Linked DNA regions of Zea mays: region 2 is linked to region 1. A link is a contact called in public Hi-C data. All regions are on one chromosome and are shown on one strand. The core of a region is the stretch at or near the end of the contact, and the rest is flanking DNA. Distances in the headings are between cores, read along the strand shown. Region 1 holds the start of LOC100383971 (chaperonin10). Region 2 holds the start of LOC100193828.

The links. Hi-C and Micro-C count contacts between places; a contact is called where the count stands out from the background.
Region 2: a Hi-C map of ear shows a contact between it and region 1, with 1.7 times the contacts expected there. The contact joins the promoter of LOC100193828 here to the promoter of LOC100383971 in region 1. A contact is called at or near these places in 4 of 25 Hi-C or Micro-C datasets (ear, endosperm, leaf and 1 more).

Annotation. Positions count from the first base shown.
Region 1 is chr4:181,553,314-181,559,853 of Zm-B73-REFERENCE-NAM-5.0, forward strand. LOC100383971 (chaperonin10) reads left to right here and starts at 3,537. Exons shown (of 5, transcript NM_001176584.1): 1 at 3,537-3,756; 2 at 4,318-4,497; 3 at 4,627-4,782; 4 at 4,920-4,997; 5 at 5,186-5,530. The coding sequence starts at 3,580. The coding sequence ends at 5,359. MIR164f (microRNA MIR164f) reads left to right here and starts at 2,268; the gene lies at 2,268-2,375.
Region 2 is chr4:181,909,750-181,916,626 of Zm-B73-REFERENCE-NAM-5.0, forward strand. LOC100193828 reads right to left here and starts at 1,693. Exons shown (of 10, transcript NM_001138910.2): 1 at 1,330-1,693; 2 at 408-463. The coding sequence starts at 449. LOC103654208 (a long non-coding RNA gene) reads left to right here and starts at 2,911. Exons shown (of 5, transcript XR_002268833.3): 1 at 2,911-3,053; 2 at 3,747-4,857; 3 at 5,576-5,735; 4 at 6,456-6,533; 5 at 6,652-6,877.

The DNA.
Region 1 (6,540 bases), core at 2,287-4,786:
TAATAATTAGCGGCGACTAACAACCGCTCTTTCCGCTCTCTTCCCAGAGCTAGCTAGCTACTGTAGGTTTGTGTCTGTATCTCGTCGTCGACGTCGTCATCTTTCGCCGGCATTCCAATTTCCAGCTGCTGTTCGGTGCACTTGTCGTCACGAGTTGGCAAGTGCGGTGACCGGCGCGCATGCACGCGTACGTGTGAGTGCATCGGATGGATGAACAACCTCTGGCCGGCGCCCGGCGGCAGGCAGGACCAGGAGGCACAGGATGTGATGACAAAGATAAGAGAGCTAGCTAGGTTATAAATAACACATGTGGTTGCCATGCATACTGAATCTGATGCATGCCCATTAACAATTAAGAAAGCCGCGCGCGCGCGGTGATTTGAACAGATGGCACCTCGCGCCGGGACGAGACGGCCGGACCGAATTTTTTGTATTTTGACCATTTTTCGGAAAAAAGAACACGTTTGGACCCTAAAAAATTTTAATAGCATTTTTGGACCCTTTGCTCGGCGCCATAGCCTATGGCGCCGAGGTAACACAGCTCGGCGCCATAGGTTATGGCGCCGAGGTACGTGATGCGTCGGCACAACCCGGACGCCGTGGCGTCGACGTGGCACCGAGCTCGGCGCCACAGATCTTGGCGCCGAGTTTGGTTGTGTTATTAACATATTTGTTGCAGACATGAGCACAAAGCCCATCTAGCCCACTTGGTAGAGCACAAGGCTTCTAACCATGTGGTCGTGAGTTCAAGCCCTATAGTTTGCATTTTTTTTTGTTTTTTTTTTGTTTAGGGTAAATTTCCAATTATCATACAAGCACGATACGGTAAATTTCCAAATATATATATATATATATACTAGCAGTAAAATAATGCGAACAAACTATTATTTGTCAAACGCGGGCTGACGCGGCGTGCCACCATTGGCCGCGACGCGTCGCTGGGGCTGCCACCTGGACGGCTGCTTCGTGCCGAAGCGGCTTCCACCCTCGGTAAAGCGGCTAATTATTGCCGAGTACTCAAGTGAAACCCCCGAGGAATTCTACAGGCTGGAACGGCGACTCTTCCGTTTTGCTTTTCTTTTCTATTCTTTCTTTCTACTTCTAGATTTTATAACAATTAACAACCATTGTGCGTTGATCCGATCGCGCTGGTTGCAAATAATGGAAGGAATCGAATCTTCATGTCTTTCAATTCACTATACTATAGGCATTTTACCTTTTTACCCATTCCAATACAGCCAGGAACGAGCAACTGTTTGGTTTGGTTTTTGGACATTTTGTTTTTTTGGCGCTGATTTACCTTAAACAAAAAAAAACAAATAAAAATGCAAACTTTGGGGCTTGAACTCACAACCACATGGTTAGAAGCCTTGTGCTCTACCAAGTGGGCTAGATGGGCTTTGTGCTCATGTCTGCAACAAATATGTTAATAACACAACCGAACTCGGCGCCAAGATCTGTGGCGCCGAGCTCGGTGCCACGTCGACGCCACGGCGTCCGGGTTGTGCCGACGCATCACGTACCTCGGCGCCATAACCTATGGCGCCGAGCTGTGTTACCTCGGCGCCATAGGCTATGGCGCCGAGCAAATGGTCCAAAAATGCTATTAAAATTTTTTAGGGTCCAAACGTGTTCTTTTTTCCGAAAAATGGTCAAAATACAAAAAATTCGGACGGCCGGACGGGGAGGAGGAGGCGGCCAAGACCGACGGTCCCCGTCGCAGGGCCGGGCCGACGGTTAAACTACCATTAATTTATTTGCGCCGCCGTCGTCATCTCCGACTCCGAGTACGATTAAACAAACGGCGGTGAAGTAAAACCGGCGCGCGCGGCATTGGGTTTGGTGCGTCATCACGTTAAAAATGCACTTGGGAGTTGGACAGCGACTAACTGCAACAGCAACCTGGCCGATCGAGGTGTTGGAAGAGGGGAGAGATGGATGGAGATCCCGGCCCATCATCGAGGTCTGCTGCCACGTACACTCCGTTTCGTCTGTCGTCTCATCTGACCTAGCATCCGAGGCGGCAGGGCCGGGCAGCCGGCCGGCTTCCCTCTTTCGAGCCATCGATCAGCCATGCCATATTGCCCATGCATGCCTTCCTACCACACACAGTCACACACACAAACGCTGCCCAATAAGCAAGCTTTGCTATCTATATATACACACGCCTCTGCGAGTGCCACGCACCTCGTGGCCATCGTCTACCTCATCGATCGGGCGTACCATGGCGGATCAAACCGTGCACGCGGAGGGGCGAGCAAACCGTGCTGGAGAAGCAGGGCACGTGCTCGCCGACAAGTCGAAGCCTTAGGGCAGCTTGGCCTGTGGCTGCACGCGTACGTGGTCGTCGCAGCACGTGCGCTCCTTCTCCAACATGGCTTCTCGCCCCCATCATCGTCTGTTCGCCGGCCCCGGCCGTGCACCTCGCGATTGGGAGGGCTCGATCGATCATGCATGGGGCACCGCGTATTACCACCGGCGGCGTGGATCGATCGGCGGGCTGGTAAGAAATTAATAAAACACCTACGCAAGCTAACTCTCGCCTCGATCGGCCCTTCCGACTCCGCTCCGAGTACGCCTGTGAATGTTGTGAGTATAATTTTCGTTGGCCATATTCATAACATTTATATTATTAAACTAATAAATATTGATTTCATTTCATGATTAATTTAGTAATAAGTATGGATTTTCAGTATATGAGTTTGGTAAATCTAATTATAATGGAACATTGAGTGATTAGTTTTAAGTTAATTAGATTAAATATTTTACTAGTAATTAGTATAAGTGTTTAAATAAATATTATTAGTACAAAAATAATTTAATTTAAAACAACATTAAATATTGATAGGTTTATGAAATATATGTCTCATCCGTTTCGATTAGTATGTCCCTCTTTTGATAGCTTTGGAGCACCCAACATAGTGATACTAGCATATAATCCATGATAACCCTACAATTCACCGAGGGGATGGATCAATGGTGGCGGCGGCGTGATGGGAGGGCTTGACGGGCTACACGAGTGAGGGGAGGGTGTAGCGAGTCGCGGGCTAGGGGGAGGCTCCAACAGAGTCGCAGGGGAGGGGGAGGGATGAGAGATGATCTAAATGATATTATCTATTGGATTTGATTGAGTAAGTGAGAGAGGGTTATCTAGCAATCTGAACCATGGTGAGTTAAGTCCGTGTGTAATTTGTTTAGTGGATTTAATGGATGTTATGAGTGTGGGGTAATTTGGTTGGGTATTTTTAGAAACTTTAATTTTGTGGATTATATAGTGAAATTAGACTATAACTAGAAACTCACTCTCCAATATAGAACCACACAAGAATACTAAACCGCGATTAGGAAACTAATAAAGTACTAAACGGGCACAGGCCAGTCTCAGTGAGACGACTGCCTTCTCAGCCCAGAGTTTAGTGGGCCGCGTCGAAGCCCCTCCAGGGTAAAAAGAGGGCTACACCACGGGCCTGCTAGAATCGTGGCGTCTCCCTGGGGATAAAGTACTTCTCCAGCTCCTCTGCGTCTTCCGCCGCTCTTGCTGTCCTCTGTGCTATCCGCTAGGGTTTATCTGCTCGAGGAATGGCGTCGGTGCAGGTCTCCGGCGCGGGGGTCGGTGCCGCGGCCTTCTCTGTGAAGGGGAAGGCCTCCACCGGTGCGCTCCGGCTTCGCTCTACGTTGACCTTCGGCGAGGTCTGCCCGGCGCGGCGGGCGTTCCGCGGCCTCGTCGTCAGGGCCGCTACCGTCGTCGCCCCCAAGGTGCGTGGCCAGGCAATGTAGCTTGATGGTGCTGTTTTCATGGGGGAATGGTGTTAGTGGGTTGGGTTATTGGCTATTACCGAATTGCGTGCTGTTGCATATGCTTACCGAGGCAGCAGAGCGAAAAGTTATCGATGAGAGTCTTTGGTGAACGCTGAGGTACTGACTAGGTTCCTTTGGCTTTGGTTTTGACGGAATAGAGGCAAAACGGTTGGGGTTTTGAAATGCTGGTTTGTTAGGTTATGGTTAGCTTCTTAGAATTCGAAACTCTGGTATCTGTGTTGTGGATTAAGTTACACTAATGTATGGTTGTGGTTTCATTAATGCTTACATGTGGTGAATTGCACCTTACTCCATGCTTACATGTGGTGAATTTACATAGTGTATCGAAATGCATAGCAAAAGCTATGTATCTAGAAAAGCCAAAACATTTTATAATTTTGAATAGAGACTTAATATTTTCTTGGCTCTGCTGTTGGGCACAGATAATTTCATTTGCTTTGTAGAGTCTATTTTTAATGCTTTGCAGGAATAAACACTATGCCTTGTTATTCATTGCAGTATACAACACTTAAGCCCTTGGCTGATAGAGTGCTTGTAAAGATTAACTCTTCCGAGGAGAAGACAACTGGTGGAATCTTGCTCCCTACGACTGCTCAGTCCAGACCTCAAGGTGGCGAGGTAGTTGCTGTTGGAGAAGGAAGGATAATTGGGGATAAGAAAGTTGATGTCAGCATTCAGGTCTGTTTCCATCTGAATTATCTGTGTATCTTGCTCTGGTGTCATAGTCCTTAATACAAGCAAGCTTTGCCCCATTGTCGGCACGAAAAAGAGAGTACATGCTAACATGTGCATTTGCTACCACTTCAGGTTGGAGCTCAGGTTGTGTATTCTAAGTACGCTGGAACCGAGGTCGCGTTGAACGATCACAGCCATCTGGTTCTCAAAGAGGATGACGTTATAGGTATCTTAGAAACTGATGACGTGAAAGACATGAAGCCTCTGAACGACCGTGTTCTAATCAAGGTGGTGATCTCATATTTATTCGGTCTTGACATCTGGTTTACACAGTCTCGTCGTATTTGTGCTTGTTCCAGTAAAAGTATGCATCGCTGGTCAGGTTGGCTCACCCTTGTGTTTGCATGACGTGTCTCTTCTGGTAGGTTGCTGAAGCTGAAGACAAAACTCCAGGAGGCCTACTGCTTACGGAAACTGCCAAGGAGAAGCCATCTATCGGAACGGTCAGTTACTCAATTTTTTAGCTCTTTTCTGCACGAGTCAAACACACGCATATGGTACCGACTGTACTGTTTTGGACTGTACGCCGTGTGGCGGTGTGGGAACTTAAAAGTATGACTTGACATCTAGTGCAATCCAGAAGAAGCGGAAAATGTGACAGCGACATGTATTTTCTTGGTCGGAGACGCAGGTCGTAGCGGTTGGCCCAGGCCCCCTGGACGAGGATGGCGAGAGGCTCGCGCTGTCCGTCTCCGCGGGGAGCACTGTCCTGTACTCCAAGTACGCCGGCAGCGAGTTCAAGGGCGCCGACGGCACGAACTACATCGTGCTGAGGGCGTCGGATCTGATGGCCGTTCTCTCCTGAACTGGGCTTGGGCTGGAGGACGAACGAGGTGCAGGTGCAGGAGCAGGCTTAGCAATACCGTAGGATTCCTCGCGGCTTTCCCGTCCCCTCCCCCCTCCTACTTGGTTGTCTTGTTTGACTGTCTTCTGAGGAACCGAACAACAGTAATAAGCACACCGATGCCGTTCATACAGATTACAGTCTGCCTGCCCTGCCTACACCCGTGACAGCCCCAACCCGATCAGAGTACCCCAGCTGCCACAAAAGAACAGTCCTGACCGTTGCGTGCCCCCAAACACCGCACGCACAACGCAGCCGGCCACACCCTGGGCGTTTCGTGTCGCGGTCCAGCGTTCATTCGACCAGCATTGACCGTGGAGCCACCTCGCCTCTGGCGATTACGGCCGGCTGCCGTTCACTCGACTCGGACCAGACTCACGGCCAGCCGACCTGCCACGATCCACTGTTGCCACAAAAGCAAAACCGATCTGGTCATCGCTCATCTGACACAACCTAGGAAGATCTCACTTTCTCACTGGTTCTGATCAGTTGACGTTGCCGAGCGGATGCGCCAAACGGCGAATCGCCGCTGCAGCGCAGCGTGGGGAAAGGGCAACAAGCAACAGCGGCTCTGACCTGCCGTGCTTTTCTCCTTCCTGCGGGTTGCTTTCCCGGTGGATTTGCATGGAGAAAGTTCGCCCGAGGTCATCCGCGCCGCCGACCGACGCAGCCCAAGGTAGCCGGCGCCGCTACCCTCCCTAGCTAGCCATCCCCGGTGCTCTGTCGCTCCAAGCGGCGCGGCAGCACGAGCACGGCCCGAAATCAATAGCCCAAAGCACGGTCCGACACGTAACAGTTTGGGCGGGACTAGCACGACCCGAAGACGGGCTTAGGTTGGGCCTTAAATGTTGGCCTGTTGGACCCCCGGCACGGCCCGCACGCGTGGGCCGGGTTTGGGCTGGCCCGACACGAAAAAAGCCCGTAAAAGCACGAAGTTGGCCCATTTATTAGGTACACGTACAGTAGCCCGCAGCTCTCTCGGTTTGATGTTAAAACAAGGAGCAGCCTTGCTAGTACTAGTGCTAGTGTCTCGGTTTGACGTTAAAACAAGCCTGCAACCCAACTGCACATGCTAGTGCCACTCCCAGTCGCTTGCAGTCGCCGCACAACTCTCACAGGATGGCCCAATCGCACATGCTAGT
Region 2 (6,877 bases), core at 443-2,942, 350 kb after region 1:
TGTGAATAGCACAAGTCTTATGAGATGAGGACGACCTCTCTTTAATGAAAACATGCAGGAAGTGCAAATTCCTTAAGGATATGGAGATTGATTTGATCTCAAAAAGCATGAATCAGACAGGAAAATAAGGCAAGGCATAAATACTAACAAAAATCAGCTGAAATTAAGTTACGAAATGCAAGGTTCAAAGGCACCAACTGTTGATGTAAATGTAATAGAAATTTAGAAACTTCGAAACGTCTGACCTATAAACTGAAGGGTTCAGCAATCTCAATTATATTTTGTTAATGAAAAGGTAAAATGCTGAACATTCTCAACGAACCTAGTGATTTGCAGGCTTGCAGCAGAGCCAATTATTGAATATGCAGAGGATCAGAAACTTCAAGTAAATGAGTAATGCAAAGTACCTCAGCCACAACTGCTGGAGCGGCATCCACAACTGTGCCCATGGCTCAAGGTTTCCCTGCAGTTTGATTACAATTGGTATTGCATCTTTGTACAACTAAAACTCCAAACTTGCACATATCAAATGCGAAAAAGGAACCATTTCATAAAAGTCAAAGCAAGTAAGCAACCACTTTTGTCTACCAAGAAATACAATGTTACATAGTTGGGACACCGGACAAATTATATCAACTAGGTTGTTAAGGACAGATTGGCTTCTACTGGTTGTCTCATGTTTGCAGCATTAGATGCTAATCGGCTAAAAGATTGTTTAGCCACCAAACAATTGAAGCATAACCCATCCCATGCATTCTATTGAGGGTGCTGGCTTTATCTCAGTGCTTATTCAGCAGGCGTCTCAATGAAGAAGGCATCCTAGGTAGGATCCGACAATGTTCTACCTATACCAACAGATGCGGTGATTCAAGTCATTAACAATCAGAAGATCAACAATCATAAGCCATAACCTGATCTGAAGTCCCCCGATCTCGTGGCACCAGTTCTTTATGTATTATTCTGACAAACTCCCGCCAATAACCCGGTCCCCAGCGTCACAAGGCGACAAAGATCACACAGCAAGAGCACCTGGCGCACCCTTCTAGAACCAGAAAAGCACGGGGCGTCACTATACTGTCATTAGCGGAAGGCTAAGCTAGCCCAGTGGCCACTACCCCTAGATCCGGCTCAAAACGCCCGTTCTCTGGATCCCTACTCACCAGATGCGCACCCTGAACTGCGAAATCAACTAATTCAAACCGAGACCCCCCTTGCCCCCGCGCCAGCATCGCGGATCGCACCCCACAAGACTCGAGGGATCAACCAACCAACCAACGATCCATGGACGGAGAAGGTAGGACGCCATAAGCCAAAAAAAAATGTCCGTACCTTGTGGGAGGCGCGCGAGATCTGAGAGCGCGGGCGAGGGGACCTGGAAAGGAGGGGGGGCGTGGAAGGAATCTGCGCTGATCGCTGGGTGCGTGCGATTCCCTCGGCGAGCCGCGAGCGAGGTTGCCGTTATTAATACGCGCGCGCGCGGGTTCTCGGGTCCGGGTGGGGTGTGCTGCCTGCTTGAAGATCCGGCAACACCAACGCGGCAAATGGGTCGGTGGTGTGGTGGCGCCTGTTGGTGAAGTGGTGACCGCCTGACCAGACACCAGAGGCGTCGGCGCGGAGGGGAGTGTTAGGACTGGATCACTGGAGAGATGGACTGGGAGGGCGGAGGAGAGGGGGAGGCGGGACATGGGTAAATCTCTACTATCTATTAAGACCGCAGTGTAGACTACCACGGTGCCCCCGCCTCCATCCTTATCGCGTCCGCCTTTCGGCATCCATCCTTATCGCCGCACCCCTTTCGGCCTTTCTTCCTCCCCCACCTCTTGCTCGCGTCCCAGCTCCCAACACCAGTACACCACGCGCCGGCTGCGAGCGATGCCCGCGATCCCAACGGCCCCCGCCCCCTGCCCCGTGCGCTTCCTCCTCGCCCGCCGCCACAGCCTCCACGTCTCCTACCCGTCGCCTTGCTCTAACCACCAGCGGCTCCCACCCCGCCTCCTGCGCCTGCCCGCTCGCCCCCGGGCCGCTCCCATGTCGACCGTGGCGCGGGCACCCGCGTCTCCAGTGGCGCCGCCGGCGCACCCCACCTACGACCTCAGGGCCGTCATCGCGCTCGCCCTCACAGAGGACGCCGGCGACCGAGGTACGCAGCTTGCTACGTGGTGCGTCACTCACGCGAGCGTACTGTTCGCCCCTTGCGATTCGGAACCCACAAGAACACTACGGCACTACCTAGCTGTTTGTCACTGCTCTCCAGCACCATGGTGTTCCTTGGGGTGGAGCGCAAAATCATTTTGCTCCCTGCATTCCAGTGATGTTATCGCAATTCGGCTCGGGAGTGTCGTGGTTTAAGCTGATAGGATAAGAAGAGATGCACAATTCACTTATATTATATTTCAACAATAACCACCGACCGTACTGCTGGCGATTGTTGCAAAAATCTGATCCTGTGCCGCTGCCGCTGTGTGCTCATCTGGTTGTCAATGAGCATCTTAGGAAGGGGTACCAGGCAAGATAGTTTTTCAAATCCTGAAATGATGCTGTACAGTCACTTTAGGCTACAAGTGATTGCAAGTAGTAAAAGAAAATACGAATGCAATCTGTGTTCTTAATGTCGGTCTGTACAGGTGATGTTTGGGCAATATGACTCGTGAATAAAATGGCCATCCAGAAAAGAAATGGTTAATCAAATGCTATTTAGAACTGCTGGTCATCGTGCTTTAGTTATAAGATGGTTTCTAGACGATCACAGTATAAGGACACTATTTTTGCTTTAGTAGCTTGCTGTGAGTTAGTTATGAGATGGTTGCTAGCTGCATATGCTTACTGCTTGGTTCTCAATTACTTCTTGTGTATCATATTTTTCATTTCTTTTCTATCTTCTGATTAATTCTTCGTATACCATTAAGATGTTGCAGAGTCTGTGCGCTAAGGAGATGCAAGGCCATTTGTAGAGGAAGCTGTACTGCAAGTATCTGACTGGGGTTTCAACTTATCTGACATCCAAATGCAGAAGAAAGAGGCTCAAAGACTTATCTGACATCCAAATATGGCAGGTTTGTACTCTCTTCTCTAAAATTAAAAGTGATCCAAGAGCATGACAGAGTTTAGTAGAAGCTAAAGAAAATTACTCCATCTATTTAACACACAGCGTGCTTGCACATAATGGCGTCGTTTAGACGGTGTTCTGTAGTTTCCTAGCATCTGAGCTCTTTAGTTTATGTTTATTTGGCCATACTGTCAGAGTCTATGTATATCAAGGTTACCACATTAGATGGCTTCAAGAAAGCTGTAACAACACAGTTGAAAGGTTGCACCAATAGTAGTTGTAGCTGATTTGTCTTGGTTTTGCATGATTTAGGAAACTTGGCGCACACATGTAGGTAGTATCGTAATTGGTTTTGTATGTATTAACAAATAGCAACTCTCAAATAGCATAAAGAATAGGGGAATGGATACATTATAAAAGCACCATGCGTTGTCAATAGGACGCACTAAATTGCTTGGTGGTTCAATTTCTCAAACTCTATGCTTTGCATGTTTGTGTCACTACAGAAGATGTTTTCGTTTAGGTTGCGAACACACATCTGCAGAGATAAAAAAAAGGAGTGCCATCAATGGCAGCCACAGATTGGTGCATGAAGTGTAACCACTATGAGATCAATGTGTTGTTTTTTCATGTTTAATAATTTGAGTTATAATACATGGTTTGCTTATAATGTTTTTAATTTTTTATTTTGGCGATGCAGGGGACATAACTCCTCCAACTGGGATTAGGCAGGCTATGGAGATGCAGGCTGAAGTAGAAAGGAGAAAATGCGCTCAAGTCCTTGAATCAGAAGGGAAGAAACAAGCCCAAATCCTTGAATTAGAAGGGAAGAAAACTGCCCAGATCTTTGAATCTGAAGGTGACGACTTCATAACCCTTTTTATCTTTTAGCTCAATCAGGAGTTCACAGTGCCAGGTCTTCATTTGAGCAAGCTCATTTCAATCTGGTGCATAATCTCTCCTTTTTTGAATTAGAATGCATCACACTCAGTTATTGAATTATGCAATTACAGATAACCCCTCCTTTCCTTTCCATTATTTGAATTTGACAAAGGTTGCTTAGATCATTCCCTCTTTTTTGCAGGTTCTTTCCATTCTCTGAATTATGTGAACGGATCCAAGAACACTAAAATAGTTGTCCTGTCCATCTTTGCTTGATTATATGATAGCTCCACTACTAACTCAAACTGCTACTGCTTAGCCACTACTACCTACTAACTGAAGCCACTGCTAACTGAAGCCTCTAACACAAATGCCTTGAGACTACCAGAGAGAAAGTAGGAGCTGACATTTCTCACACTGGTCAGGCATTTCCATTGAATTTTACTCTATATTCAGAAGTTTTTTTTCCTGGGCTCACAAAGAGCAGAAGACATTTCTTAATGAGCTCCAAAAGAAAACACCACCAGAAAGATGATATTTTATTAAACACATGCCCACACAAAAGAACTTCATATGTACCTCATCCCTATATGGCAACAATGATGTGGCTAACCCTGAAATTCATGCTGTTTTTTGACCATATCCTAGCAAAAAAACATCACTATTTCTGATCGGATGGCAGATGTCTCTCAGGCAGGCAAATGGTTGTCGGATTGTATGCAATCATCCAAATTCGATCTTATTCTCTTCACGACCTAGAGTCTACAGAGTCACTTCATTATCTGTTATTGTATAACAACCGTTGCTTAAGATACTTCAAAGAGCACAAATACATTTTTTTTCTGATGCTGCTGCATTTCTTGTTTATGGCAAGGGCAGATGCTGAGAGATGTTCCCTTTCATCCCAGGTTGTCCTACAAATAGTTTTGGTAAGTTTTTTTCTCATATATTCTTCTAATACTGCATCACCACCGAGAACACCATCATCATTTCTGAATTCCTTCATTTACCTTAGAATTCAATATATTCTTGAGTGCAACGGACATGTTCTATTCTGTGGAATACCTAGGGGACCATGTTTAGTTGATTCTTGTAAAACTATGGGCACATTTGTCTCCATTCCCTTCATGTATGTTGTGGGAGATCTTTTCTCTCCTTGCTGTAGAACATCAATAAAGTTGGCTTGGTAAATTGTTCGGTGCTTGTCATTCATGTGAGTTATAATATCCTATCTCCCAATCCCCTTGTTCTTTAGTGGAATTAGTTTCTGATACAATACAATAGATTAAACATGAAAACGGGTTATTCCTACCCTGTAATAAGGGTCTATACAGTAGAATGAGTAATACTCACTAATCACTACTCACCCCAATCCAAGTTTGTCAATAATGAACATTCAGATTTCTCAAAGTTGTAGACAACTATCAAGTGCCATCTTAAGAAACTAATGTTTGTCATTTCAGTATCATATTTGCTTTGGTATTTGCGGAGCAAGTTATGCCCTTCATTGAATTTAGATTGTTTATGCTATCCCTAACCATATATTAGTACACATTTTATTCTTCCATTGAACAACCCACTGAGTGTAATACATATCCAGACATTGAAGCAGCATATAACTGCCTCAAGGAAAATGTGGTGTTGCAGATGAGGATATAATCTTATACTGCCAGTCTGTTGGAAGTGGTCCAACCATTGATCTTGCTTCACAATTGCCAGACTTGCGAGCCGTGGTTTTGCAACTATTTTATCTGGACTAAGATTAATATATCCAGTCAAGCGAACATTTTGGTTTGACATTTACAAGGTATATTTGGCCCCTTTGTTTCCTGAAGTCATTGGTTGGTTTCTAAATAACTGATAGCTTTTCTCTCCTAGCTATAGAACATCGATAAAATTTGCTTGGTAAATTGTCAGATGCTTGTCATTCATGAGAGTTCTAATATTCTATCTCTCAATCTCCTTGTTCCTTGGTGGAATTAATTTCTGATACAATACAATAGATTGAAATTAAAACAGGTGATTCCTATTCTGTGATAATGGTCTATACAGTAGAATGAGTAATACTCACTAATCACTCACTACTCATCCCAGTCCAAGTATGTCAATAATGAACATTTAGATTTTTCAAAGTTGTAGACAGCTATCAAGTACCATCTTAGTCCAGATAATGTTTGTTAATTCAGTATCATATTTGTAAGAGTAACAACAGTTGTTTGGGATATAGATATAGTTGAGATGCTAGGTACGGGCTATCAAACTGTTAAAATTAGATATAGTTGTTTGGGATTCTCTACCTAAGAATAAAAATAGGGACTACTCCTTATTCCTCGTGCCATTACTAGGCAAAAAATAAAATAAAATGAGAGGAAAATTCTTCTACAAAATCGGTTTGTGACGTTATTTGTAACAAAAGGATCTTCTCCTGCTGAGATGCTAGGTACTAGTTACAAAACAGTACTAAAACCTGCGCTTCTGGCTCATGCTGATCTGTCTCTCAAATCTTGAAAACTTAAATGATCTACAGAAGCAGCCACAAGGAAATGCGAAGGTTCTAGAGGAGGAAAGGAATAATATTTTCAGTCTCCAGGCAAAAAATGACGAAGTCAGTCCATCTTTTCAAGCACTACATTACATTTTATAGCCTATAGAGTAAATGTGATCTGAAATTTTTTTTTGTCCTTACTCTTCTATTTGTATGCTATCTCTGAAATTACTTGCAGCTGTGTTGTGCAGTAGTAGGAACTTTTTTAGGTTCTGGAAGGTCAGGGTGAGTTGGCTCGGGTTCAGTCGGTGATCTTGTTTTCTCACACATGGCTTGTGGTTGCTGGGATGGACTTCCACGAACTGATCGAGATCCCACATGGCGACCGACGACGGTACCACGACGACGTATCTGTCATTGTAATATCCTTGGAGGGCAGGATCTGGAGGTCATGCGTGTAAATA